Linked DNA regions of Rattus norvegicus: region 2 is linked to region 1. A link is a contact called in public Hi-C data. All regions are on one chromosome and are shown on one strand. Each heading gives the region's core, a stretch centred on a gene start, on an enhancer-like site or on the middle of the called end of the contact. The rest is flanking DNA. Distances are from core to core; before and after follow the strand shown. Region 1 overlaps Dpp4 (dipeptidylpeptidase 4). Region 2 overlaps LOC120101554 (a long non-coding RNA gene).

Region 1 (6,796 bases), core at 1,495-3,994:
CAACCCACTAAATAAGATGTTTCACTTGTTTACATCTACCCAACAACTGCACCCATGAGCTGCCAAGGAAAGAGCTCCCATCCGCCCCAGACAGGGGGTTCTACCTCAGGCCTCACAAGCAACACTGGCTGCTTTAAAGATCACACAGCAGTCAACATTTTATCAGCACTCCACAAACAAGTTAAGGTTTGGCTTAAATCTGAAGGTCTCTCTCCCTTTGGCATATTCTGGGATAATAGAACAAATGTCAAATCAGTGCAAGATGGCATATTTACAAAATTGCACCCTGTTTTGCATAACCTAACGATGCAGCAGTTCTTAAGGATTGAGCGTTTCAAATCTGCTAGCAGAAGACTGCCAAATCCATGACTGTTTCACACACTTGCCAAAAGCCTATCAAATTTTGAGCAAAATGCAAAATAAATCTCCTCTACAAGTTAAATCAGCCCTTCTGTGTGTTCCAGGCTGCCCTCTCCTCTTGGCAGCAAGGCTCAGGACTGGGGCCCCGCTCCTCCTGCCCTCCATCTCCTACTTCTCTGCTTATTCACAAGACAATCCCTTCTCCAGTCTACGCCCTGTCATAACCGTTGGTCACCATTTGTTCTGCTCTTCCCAAAGCTATCCCTCAGTTCAATAGATCACTCTCAGAGATCCCCAGAAAACCCTTCTCTCTGTCACTGTCTCTCTCCCCTGATGCTCCCTCCCCCTCCTTGTAACCTGTTGGGAATCTCTCTGATCTTCCTTGTATCTTCCCCCCTTCCTCTCTGTCCTTCTTCTTCATTCCTGGCTCATGCAGTGTCCTCTTCCTTTATAAACCCTCAACATCCATATGTTACTTGATATTTTAGTGCCTCAGTTTCCCTGTCAATAAAATGGTGGGAATCAGGGAGACTTAAAACTGATAATTCCTCTAAAGTTCTAAGGATGCCATCTAGTCATACCAACACAATAAATGAATGGGTGAGTGCATCTGGGTGGGGGCAGGGAGTTAGAATCCTATATTTTTGGCTCCTCCTTTTCCCTGAACTTCCTTCAGGCTTCTGACATAGACCACCAGGCTGTATGGTCACAATTTGGAAGTGTCTGGTCTTTTCCATACAGATTGGATACTGTGTGATGTTCAAGTTCATGAACTGTTACCATTTGAAAAATTTATTTCTCCAGTGTTTTTACTTTCTTTCTTGTCCGTAAGGAATAAACTTTTGAACAAATCAAATGCCAGACACTTTGGATAAGTGAATGACACACAAGTCTCTGATGTGTTAGTGTCTTGAAGTTCTGGTTGCAGATGGCCTTTGAGACAGTGTTCACCCGTTGGTCAGGATCCCACTCCTTGAGGTGTGGCTGCTCTGCTGCATGCTGTGGCTCCTGATTGCAGAGTTGCCTCCTTGGTTGTCCCATGTCTTTGCTTAAATCGGTTGCCACTTCTGTCTGTTATGCATGGAGCCTGCCCATAGAGAAGATCTGTCTACAGAACTACACTGCTGAGTAGCTCACACTTGTCACCTCTCTGGGGCCAGGTCCTTGTTGGGGAAGGTTCCTCTTTGGGGTCATTGGAGTCTTTAAAAGAGTTTCTGCCCTGTCATTTGTCCATAGTGGGTGGTGATTTTCAAAAAATCTTATGGGGGTCACTGCAAGGGTCATTTTAAGTCTGTGGGTCTAAGCCTATGCCTCAGGATCTCCAAATCTTCATAGCTGCTTTTAAAGTATAGGAAATAACATCCCCACTGCTGGGAAGTCAACCATACAGATGTACACCTTCACAAATGGCGGACCAGCTTTAAGCATGGCACACACTGGCGATTCACCTGGTGGCATCCCTTTCCTCAGTAGTAAAAGGGCCTGAGCTTACAGGTATGTTCTCTTGGAGATTTGGATTCCTTTAAAGTCTGGGTCATTTATCCCCTGGTATTGAATCCTCTCATCAGGTTGTACTGAAAAATTACATTCTCTTCCAAACTCTATAGTTCTATGTGTCAATGGCTTCTTAGCTAAGAATATAAGCTTACTTATTGCACAACCGAACATTTTGTGCATTCCTAACTCTGGATGTGCTAAGAGAGTCCTGACTAAATGGGATTTTTTTTTTCAAAATATTTTCTCGATCCACGGAAGTGCACAGAGTGACAGAAACCTTTCAGGAACTGTTGAATTAGCTCTCTGCCTTATCAAGGGATAGGGCAGGATGAGAGAGAGAGAGAGAGAGAGAGAGAGAGAGAGAGAGAGAGAGAGAATGCAAACCTGGGAGAGAAAAGAAGTAGGAGATGGCAGTCCAGAGGGGCAGCTGGGGCCTTGGAGGAAAATAGAATGTTTGAATATATTCTTGCCAGAGACAAAAGCACAGGCTCATTTAAAAAACAAAGGAGGGCAGCTTTATTCTAAAGCCTGCTGTGCACCAAAAATAGGCACTTAGATTCAGTGCTCCACTCAGATTCAGATCCCCACACAGATTCAGTCCTCCATGCTCAGAGGAAGCAACCACGGGAGCAGAGCTAGGTGGAGACAATTCCCTTAATGCGTTTACCTCACTTTCCCTGCCCACCTTAGCTATCACCCTCCCAGATAATTCCTCTGAGTAACACGTTGGGAACCTTTAGCTCCCTGGTACTGGCAGTTTTAATGTGTCCATTGCCAGCAATCAATTTCATGCCAAGAAAACCCGACTCCTGGCGTGGAAGGATTAAACAGTCCTCGGGAGCCATCTGTGCAGCGAAGAGAAAGAGTGACTTTGTGCACCCAGTGTGCGTGTGTTGCCATTGGCAGGAGAAAGTGACTTCTATTTACATGACTACCTCATACAGGGAACACCTAAGGGGAGAGACGAGAATGGCCACCACTGTGGGGGGTAGAGCTTGGGGATCGGTGTCAGAAAAAGGAGCCTATAGAAAAGGCTGGAAAAGGAACTGTGAAATGGTAGATTCCAACTGCTGCCCTATAGCATTATAGAGAGAGACAGCTCAGAGAACAGAAATGATGGGATGTGTTCTGAGTAAGTGAGGCAAGCGTCCTGACGAATTTTGTTCTTAGGGTTTGGACATGAGTCTGCCCCTCTAGCCTCATGGGTTCTTCAGATTGGGCTTTGGGGTCTCCTTCACCATTCTCCAGAGGCGGCCTTGGAATACTAGGCAGTGTATCTCTGAGTTGACAGGGGTTTTCCCTGCTTGGGCATAGCCAAGAAAACTATCTTTCAGGTTGGATAATTAAGAAGAAAAAAAAATATCGAGCATCAAAATGAGAAAAGTACAAAGAAAAGGAGAAGTAAAATTTGTATCACAGTATTTACCTTAAAAGCTTTTTTTTTAAAAAAAGATAATCAAGTCAAGATAAGTTGCAAGATAAGATGCTTTACAGAAGGACATCCAATGAGTGAAATGTTGAATAACAGTGTGGGGGTGGGCAATCTGGCGCAGAGTAATTACTAACTCAAGGTAGATAAAATGAGAGTTAAGAGTCATCTGAGGAAAATAACAGTGGAAAGAGAGAGAGAGAGAGAGAGAGAGAGAGAGACAGACCTCTTCAGAAAGAGGACAGTGGGAGCATCCTAATATATGGGAGCGGAGACAGATGACAAGCCAGGTATAATCCCATAGCAATGTCAGAAATGGCAGCTACAAAAGTACAGAATCTGACATCTAAACCAGGTCAAGTACAAAAGAAAGTAGTATTAAAACTGTGTGTGTGTGTGTGTGTGTGTGTGTGTGTGTGTGTGTACGTCTGTTTGTCTGTCTGTGTATGTGTACATATGTGTGTGTCTATGTGTGTGTTTCTGTATGTGTGTATGTGTGTATGTGTGTCTGTGTGTCTTTCTGTGTGTCTGAGTATGTATGTGTGCATGTGTCTGTGTGTCTATGTATGTGAGTGTGTTTTTCTGTCTGTGTGTCTATGTATGTGAGTGTGTCTGTGTGTGTCTGTCTATGTGTCTGCGTGCATGTGTGTGTGTGTGTGTGTGTGTGTGTGTATGTGTGTGTGTATAGTTAAGGTCCTAACAAGGTGTGAAATGGACTGTATTGTGGGAAAACAGAAGAGTTTACAAACTGGGTTACTGTTATTCGGGGAGCTAGGTCATTTGCCAGGAGATTGCAGTTATGATGAGACAATGCCTACAGCACATTATGGGATGTGGAATAGAAAGAGTGAGAGGATGGGAGTGTACAGCATTAGAGGAGATTCTGACAGAAATAGGAATAGCCTGATTATGAGACTGCTTTGTAGGTAAAGATGCCTGTGTGTCCTCTTAATTTGTGAGTTGTTACTTTTCTATCATGTCTCAGAAACATATAAAAACACGCGAGTACTAATACATCATGCCCCCTGCACATACAAGCTTGCTAATTTAGTTGAAAGTAGCAAGTAAAAGTAAAATTACACATACAGACACACACACACACACACACACACACACACACACACACACACACCTTGCAAAGTCAAAACTTTGAACTCACTGTGTTTTGATCAGATAGTTTCAGATTCCATTGTAGTAATGACAGAATCTTACAAAAATGTATATATATACTGCTCGGAGGAATATTACTCGTAGGCCTAGGTATTAAGAGTCACAACAGAGAAAATTCCGTGTTGACATTATTCCTGTTTTTCTCTCTTTTTAATTCATTCTCCCTCGGAGGGTTTTTGGACATTGTTGGAGAACGGAAATGTCAGAGATGATTTTTACTTGTTATCGAAAAGCTTTAATTTAGTTTACAAGTTTTTTTTTTCCTCAACTAATAGTGCCAACAGACCCAGGAAAGTTTTGAAAATGTCAACGTGGTGCTGGTTCATGCAGCTGCATCGGGAGGGTGCAGATTGTATTCTGGCTTAGCCGTGGCCTCCACACTGGCGATGGCAAGTACAGCTACAATCGGGTCACCTTTCAGTGTGTCAGCTTCTCTGGAGAGCCAGCTGCCCACTGCCTCTCCCACAGTTGAAAGCTATTTGGTAATTCACGGACAAGGCTCTTCGGGGTCCTCCTCAAATGCACCTGCCACCTCGCCTGCTTTATGCAAATCACGTGTTAAAAAATCTACATAGCTGGCTGAGAGTAAGAAAATTATAGGCATGCATTTACCTTTTGACTATTACAATAACATTAAAAACTCTAATATCTTGCTGAAGGATTAAAGCATCTTCCAGATCCTGAAAGAATGTGTTGAATCTGACATGTTTTCTAAACTGAAATTTTTATAATTAAAGTAATTATCTGATGTTGCTTTGTATTTCCAAATGAATGCATATTGTGACCTATATAGCATATGATAAAGACTGTAATTATGCAAACTATAGCAGGGAAACTATTGGAGCATCTCTAAACCACCTGTGTTACTTCTTTTTAACAAGAATTTAGTTGGAAATAATATATTTTTTTTCTAAAATAGATACAATTAAGAAGTTCCTGGGCCACTTTTACACAACTATGAGATTGACACAGCTCTTACCCTGTAATGGTCAAGGTTGTCCTCTGGAGTTGGGAGACCCATGTAACGCTCTGTGTATACTGAGTCTGGGATAAGAAAAGAGAAAAGAGGTTCAACTCCCCTCCAATAACAGCATTTCTTACATCTACTACATCGCGTTTCCTGTCTTCTTGTGCCTGAACTCCAGCCAAACCCTGCTGATGCAGCTAGAGATGCCGACGGCCAGACCACACTGTCAGACTGAGGAATCCTCTGCCACACTGACCCATCCACACTCAGCCCTCAGGGTCAGGGCGGTGGACGTACAACTAGACAACCTGAAACACAACCAGCAATTGACGAGCGGAGAGACCCGCCCGATCAAAGCCATCTAGTGCCTCTGTTGTCTTATTGTGGTCCCTCATGTGACGATCATCTATCTCCTTTTGGGAATACCTAACAATGACCAATTGCACGGGACTTTCTTAAACCTTAGTTTTGGGGCAGGGTGAGATCCACTGCGATGAAAAGAAAGAATTAACAGTCCATATTGACATGGCTGCCTCATCATAATCCAAGTTAAACATTTGTTTCCCTTCACTTTACGGGGAGATCTCAAGTTTTGTGCTGTAACACTTGAGCACTGCGAACAGATTACATTAATATCTGTCTGCTGAACTGACATAAGCTCTTTTATATATAAATATGGTGGAATAACAGGTTGCACAATTGGTTTATTTATTTTGGGTAATTAAACATAGCTTAACTCGATTTTTAAAAAATGAAATCCTATATCATCGATTACCCTAAAACATCACTGATGCAACTTTGTTGCTGTTTTGTAACTTATTAGTGTTTATTCATTGTACAAAGTGTGAGTTTGATAAACATGTCCCATTCAAGTACAAGCTGCCCTGCCTACTTTCAGCCTGCCCGTCCTGACCCTCCATTTTACATTTTTGTCTCCTTTGTGCTCCCAGACAGTCCCCTCCTACTCTCACATCATACTTATGGTCCTTTGTTAAGGTCAATTCTAGGTTTCATGTATGAAGGAAAATGTGTGACATTTGTCTTTCTGAAATCTGATTTCTTTTGCTTTATATGGTGTTTTAAAAGCTGCTTCCTTAAATGGCCAGAGCGCAGTATATGAGCCTAAAAATTGTGTATTGACTCCATGCTTGACCGTCCCTGGATTGGACAAGGATCTCGACATTAATTCTTTGAATTCTTTCCATTCCTTTCTTGCTTAAAGCCAACACTGCAAGGCTTTGCAATGCCGAGGCTTAGATTAGGCACTAGGCTGAAGAGCTTCTGCTCTTCTGTTTCTCCTTCTCCCTCCTCCTAACTGAGCAATAGGAACATTGCTTAAAGTGAATACAGACCGTGTATAATGTCGTGTATCT
Region 2 (6,796 bases), core at 2,860-5,359, 120 kb after region 1:
GCTAAGCACTGCTGGTCTCCTCGTCACATTCAGTCTTGCATCTGACTTGATATCATCAGTGTATTTTCTCTAGACACGGTCATCCACGTCAGCGCAGGCGCAGAGCAAGCGAATGTTGCGTTCAGCCAATCAGGCGCACAGTTCAAAGACATCAAGGGAGGCTGGATACAAAAGCTGGAGAGTAGGAGAGGTGGGGCTGCAGGAAAAGCTAATGAAAAACCTAAAGAATCCACTATTTGATGACGGTTGCTAGACAGAGAGATTGTCAGTGTAGAGATGTGTAGGGATTGAGCTAAAGGAATAATATTCACATTTAGTCAGAAAAGTAAACAACACTGAGGTCATGGAGCATTGCAGTTAGGGTCAGAATCAAAGAACAATATTCGTGGAAATGAGTGGTAAAGGGTGCGTGTGTGCTTGCGTGCATGTGTGTGTGTGCGTGTATGTGTCCTCAATCTATAAATCCAAGATTTGAAACCGAAGGCATTGCAAAGCATCGGATGTGGGGACAGAGACTCACCAAGAAGCTAGAGTAGAAGGCTGAGAAAGTAGGAAACATAATTATCTTTAAAGATCACGAGGGAGAACCAAGCAGACAGTAGCAGGCACGGAATGGAGGTGTGGACGAGGTCAACAATCTCAGTCAGCATGACGGGCAGATCCAGTTTAACATGTCCCCTAGGTTGATGTCAGCGAACAACATGTGAAGAGTCACTGTTTGCATTCCCCAAATTATGTTTCCATTTTAGCGAAATATGTTAGAAAGAAGCAGAGGAAGGAGGGCTTTGATTGATTTAACTCAGTGGCCATAATCTAGCTTAATCACTAATCTCAAAATGAGACCGGGGAACCTCTGGGTTTCCTTAAATGTCTTTTTTTTTCTGATTATCTGTATTTCTACAATAATACTAGGATGACGTTTGCTGCTGTTTACTCTTTTTATCCTGTGGGTGTAGCGGAGAGTTCTAGAAGCTGCATAGAAGAGAGCACGATGATTGGTGCAGAAGCAAATGCAGAAATCCATCTACTTCCCAGGCAGGAAGAAATCAGAGATGCCAGGGGCTGTAAAACAGGCCATTGTCTTTCTGTATTTTCTCTGTTTTTGTGAAAGGTATTTTTCCCATAAAATTATTATTTATGTTAACCTATAGCGGGAGAATTCTTCTAACATAAAGTAAATAAACAGTTATTCATTTGTTTTCATTTAGAATATGCTAAAGCACGAACATATATTGCCCATACAAATACAGTGCCAGCATTTAAGAGAGCACAGGTTGTTCCTGACATCAAAACCGTTTAAGAACCTCTGACTTTTGCCACTTGTTGAAGATGCGGGCGCTCACAGGGAGGGGCTGAAAGGTCAGACAGAGGAGGACACAGAGTCCTGCAGAGGCTTTTCAGACTGTGACCTGCATGTTCACCCCCCCCAGGGCAGTGGCTGGAATGTGTGTAGGAAAGTTGTCAAAGAGACCCGTTTTTTCTCGGCAGCTTTCCTAGCCTCGGGCATCGGGAAGAACATTCACTTAATAAGTAATTATTCTGAAAATTTGACCAATAAGTGAGACTCTATTAGAAAGTAGTGTATTTTTGCAATCTCCACGAAGTATCTGAAGTTTATTTCTTTCCTTTAGTATGTACACTATATATATATATATATATATATATATATATATATATATATATATATACACACACACACATATATATATACATCACTATAGAAAATTAGAGAATTCTGAAGTCTTAAAAACATGAATTTTATTTCCCAGAGAAAATGACTAGCATATACATTTTCTTTCTCTTTTAAACAAAGTTATGATTATTGTTAAAGGTATTACTTTATGCCTGCTGTAGTTCTTTTTTTTTCTTCTTTTTTCGGAGCTGGGGACCGAACCCAGGGTCTTGCGCTTGCTAGACAAGTGCTCTACCACTGAGCCAAATCCCCAATCCCCCTGCTGTAGTTCTTAACCCCTTTTAATAATTGTTTCCTGTTTTGGTAATCAGTGGTCATCATTATGTACATGGAATAAAATATTGCCTTTGAGTTATACAAATAAATGAAAACTTATGCTATTTTACATGAGCACTCATCCCACATTATTAGTTTTTACAATGAATCTTTGAGTACAACCTTCCCAAAATATTAATTTAGTTTACACACACGTTCACTGCTGCAAAAATATGTATATCACTGATTCAAAAGTGTTCATTTTATTACTGACAAAAATATAATGAAGATGTAGCTTCCTCCAAAATTGCATGTACTTTTATTATTGCTGTTATTGTTAAAATTTATTGAGAATTTAAATAAAATTCGTGTTCTCCTTTTTAACATAATTAAATGAAGTTGCATTTTGTTTGGGAAAATTATAGGTCAGGAAGATTATGGAAATGAAGACATCATTGAAGGGAAATAATGATTACAACAATATCAAAATGTACTGGAAAACAAGAAAAAATAGTATGGTTTGATAATAAAGATCGAGAAATAAAAATATCTCCTGGGAAATATAGCCTTGCATACCTGAAAGTGGTGTTTAAGTATAGACACCTTCACCAATATGCAGCGACACTAATAAATGTTCAATACGCGTTGCAAAAAAAATACCTTGGCTTCTTTCGTTTTTTCTTTTCCTTTTCTTTCTTCCCTTTTTTTTTTAACCCGAAAGAACACATTTTTTTTTCTAAAACAGCTAGTTTTGAAGAGAAAATTGGAAGAAAAGATGTATGGTGCCATCTAGTGGTTATCAATATAACTGCATACATACTGTTCTTTTTCGTTTCCATTCGCAAAAAATAAATTTCTTCAAAGATTCGAGGTAGGTAAATTATTTATTAATAAAATATTTCGTACGTACTTCTTCAGTACTAATTTAGGAAAAGTCTAATTTCAGTGCTGTTAAGGTGATTGTTAGGTCCTCAGAGATTAAGGTGGTCTGTGTAATTATCTGTAGTTAGCGTTCAAGAAATTACAGTTCCAGACATTTACATAAACAAGCATGCCAACCTGTCATACTTTTTTTTAGTAACACAATGAAACAAAAGAACAATTTGAATAAAAGCACGCTGATTGAAAATTCATATATGGGAGCAGAACCTGCCAGCCGTTATAAATTCTGAATAAAGAACACAATTGGAGAAACCTGTTCTTTGGCTTGAGGTGCGGGAGGCTTGCCGCTTGCCCTCAGCTGTTGCTAGTGTGGCCAAGTAGTTCCTGGGATGACCGCAGACTGCGTCTTTTCTCCTAGTCTCCAGGGAGGAGTTACACACCTTTGACCGTCGCCACACACTGCCCATCTCCACATTGATCCTCTGTCTGCATCTGCCCCATCAAACAAAACCAAAGGTCCTACATTCACACGGGAGAAAATCTACAAAGCAGCCCTTCGGTTTCAGTGAACAAGTCCACCCTGTCCATTACGCGCCTGCAGCAGTAGTTCCCTGCTATAATGTATGTCTTCTCGCCGATAAAGGCTCCGTGGACGTCACAGCGTTAGTCCCCTTCACTGGACTTTGGGTCTGCCAGTGAGATAATGGGACCAGTGTGTTCCCAGCTCATCGTGAGTGAAAGCTCAAGATGTAGAAGCTTCAGGTGGCCAAGAATGTAAACCTGAGGGTCTGAATAATAAGTGGGGGCAAGGGGCTGAAGTCTAAGGAGCAGGGATCGGAGGTAAAGGGAGGGTATCCTGATGTGTCCTACCCAGTGGCTGTTGCTGTGCTCAGCCTGAGTTCTCCTTGATATCTCAGTACCTGCCCGAGGACCCTTCATTTGGTGAATCGTATACAAATGCCTTCCTATCCTTTGATTCGGAAGTGTACTCAATAAACCATCTATAGGGACAGCCTTTTTTTTTTTTTTTTTTTAAATATCACTCAGTAGCTCTATTTCTTCCATGCCAAGTCTGAATTCTTTTGTATGACCTGTGAGAGCTCTTTGACCTCTCAGCATCCCTCACTTCTGGGTCTTTTCCTTCTCCCCACTGGCCTTTTACCTTTCCCTCTACACCTTAAGCACTAGCTGTATTCAAATTCCAGTTTGTGGGGTTTACCCGACACTTATTCGGGCTAGCCCGAATGTTCCAGAAAACATTTTATTCTCTTTCTTTCCTCCCTGGCTTCGGTTTGACCTTCAGATACAAGTCTAAGCCCCTAAGGTCTCTCGGACTTGGACTATTTTACTGACATCACTCCATCATGTATCCCACATCCTGCTACTGCTTTGCTGACTCCGTGACAAAAATGGCCTCTTCCTTTGGGAGAGACTAAGCTAGCTCTGTGATGGATGGATGGTGTTTGTCTCCCTGCGGCTTTGTACTGAACGTGGGCAATAGTAAGCGCTACATACATGCCCAAAGAACTGATGAGAAGTTCCTGTTATTTAAGTGAAAGCAAATAAGGCTCGAGCACTCTATAAAACACTTCCGTGACACGGGACCTAATTGACACGGGACCTCCTTTCTCCTTCAGCTGGAATTTGTAAATCCCTTCTTCATTTTGTGAGAGCTGTTGTTTCAGGTTTCAAAAATGAGACTCCCACTTTCAATGCGACTTCTTATTTAAGTCAAAAGCTGAATGCACACAATCGGTATAAAGATTATCTCTATTTTGTGGACATGGGTGGTCCAGACACCCACAAGGAGATAAATAAATGTTTGAGGTGGGTCCTTCAATGATTTTTTCAATGGATGCCAATTTGGCAAGCTCGCCTGGGCCCTACCAGTGTGAGGAACCATGATTTTGGTATGATGTTGGGGAATTTGTGGCTCCCATCTGCTGGTTATCTCGCAAAATGTAGAGCTGAGAAAAATCACATACTGATTAAATCATAGAATCCCACACTTGGAAGGGACTTCATGAGATGATCGGGCCCGTCTCCTGAAGGTCAATGCATAAACCATCTTGTGCAGATGGCTGTTTATACTATTTTTAAAGCTCTTTAAGGATAGAGATTACACAGCTTCCCGTGGTAGTCTGATCTTCATGGTCAAGAACTTCCCTTTTAAAAAACCAGCTTCTCGCTGCAGTTTGGCTCACTTCCTCTTTTTGTCAGCTCGCTGCGAATGTGGGGAGCACATGATCAGAGTCCCCTGCTAATTATCCCTGGCCCACATCTCACACCCTTGCAACTAATTATTAAGAGCTATGCTGTTTCCCCTCCTAAGCGACACAGTCACAATGTCTTTATTTTTTTCAGGAGACTTATTTCCCCCTCCTATTATTTTTGTAATTTACTTTTTTTAATTTTTTTTTTTTTTGCCATACCACCACCCTGCGGAAAACTGATAATTGCGCTTGCGCTCATGTCTAGATCAGCTGTCAATGGACGGCGAAGCACCCTTACCTTGCTGCCTAGACCGCAACCTTTCTGTTTTTGTTCCTCCTGTGGATTTTTGTTCTGCAGTAAATCCCGAGCTGTTCACTGTCAACCTGCTACAATGGGGGAATCGCTCTTATTTGTATTGGTTCCTTTCTCAGAAGTGCGTGTCCTGTCCTGACCACCAGGAAGTGAATAGTCAAACGGGTCTCACAATTTCGATGAAGGAGTCTGAGTTGAGGAGAAAATCCTGGATGATCCAGGCAAGCCCAGCGTAGATACAAATGTGACGATAAAATAGGCAGATCTGAGATAGAGAGGAAGGGGGGAACAGATGTTAGGGTGATAGGTTTGAAGGTGGATAGGGCCACAAACCATGCAGTGGAGCCTCTCCACAGCTGGATAAGCAGACACTGAGTCCTTTGAACTGCTGTGGAAAACAGCACCATACTGCTACCTAGATTTCAGCCAGGGTGTGTGTGTGTGTGTGTGTGTGTGTGTGTGTGTGTGTGTGTGCGCGCGCGCGGGCAGTTTAGCTGACTTACTTTTTCTCTCTTTCAGGACTCGCCATTGAAATTAGGGCTCCGTGGTGTGCTAGGCAAATGCTCTCCCTGAGATCCATCCTTAGGCATCTTCTTACCTTTTGAGATAGGATCTCAAAGTTGCCCAGCCTGGCCTCAAATTCATTTCTAGCTGATGCTGTTCTTGAATTTATAATCCTCCTGCCCCAGCCTCCCTTTTTATTACAGGATTGCACTGCTAGGTCTGGCTTGATTTTGACTTCTGATTTGGAGAATTGTAAGGGGGATAAATTAGTGTTCTCTGAAAGGACCAAGGTGTCGAAAATCTGTTAGCAGCACAGAAAGAAACAGTGTCCATGTATGAAGAGGCTATGTCTGCTTGTCTTGAACGTAGAGGTTTTATTTTATAGACCTTTAGGGCTGTGAAGGTTTATTAGTTTCATCTCCCCAGCATAGAAGGCTGTAACAAAAGTAACAGGTGTGTACCAGAAGATCAATAACTCACTGCTTCTTATGGATTATTAAAAGTAATTCTTCTAGTAGTTTTTCACCTATGAAGAGTTCTCTGTGAGGCATTGCTCCACGAGCTTGGAACGGTTCATCTTGCCTCACTAGAGGCACAAGAGAGGGATTAGAATGGTCACTTTTCTGGGGCTTCCAGACTCGAGGCCACACAATTAGGTGCTCACTAAGCTGATATTTGAGCCACTAGCCCTGTATCATGCTGGCCTGCTGTGTCGCTGGCTTCTGTGTCCCTAGACAGAGTGCAAAATTGTGAAGCCTGTGAAGCATCGAGCACTGTCAAGGGAGATGTGTCACTACGCATGTGACTCTTGGGGAAATAAACCTGGTTTCCTAGAAATGCCTTCCTTGTACTTGTTCCACATGTCAGATGAAAATGTTTCAAACATCAAAAAAAAAAAATCACAATTGTTCGAAAAGTGACTGGGATCACTCAAAA

Evidence for each region. A called contact is a pair of places that touch in the nucleus more often than the background predicts.
Region 2: a contact with region 1 is called in a Hi-C map of frontal cortex, with 4 times the contacts expected there. The contact joins two enhancer-like sites. A contact is called at or near these places in 11 of 12 Hi-C or Micro-C datasets (the A7r5 cell line, the Rat2 cell line, Schwann cells and 7 more).

What each region holds. Positions count from the first base shown.
Region 1 is chr3:67,379,862-67,386,657 of GRCr8, forward strand. Dpp4 (dipeptidylpeptidase 4) reads right to left here. Exons shown (of 26, transcript NM_012789.2): 23 at 5,436-5,500. Among named protein-coding and RNA genes, the nearest start is that of Dpp4, 69 kb to the right of the region's middle. Within about 2 kb of position 2,745, at least 11 of the 93 cell types and tissues checked have an H3K27ac peak or open chromatin away from gene starts, as enhancers often do.
Region 2 is chr3:67,502,687-67,509,482 of GRCr8, forward strand. LOC120101554 (a long non-coding RNA gene) reads right to left here. Exons shown (of 3, transcript XR_005502169.2): 1 at 5,342-6,796. LOC103691814 (a long non-coding RNA gene) reads left to right here. Exons shown (of 3, transcript XR_005502168.2): 2 at 957-1,111; 3 at 2,374-2,495. Among named protein-coding and RNA genes, the nearest start is that of Gcg, 25 kb to the right of the region's middle. Within about 2 kb of position 4,110, at least 4 of the 93 cell types and tissues checked have an H3K27ac peak or open chromatin away from gene starts, as enhancers often do.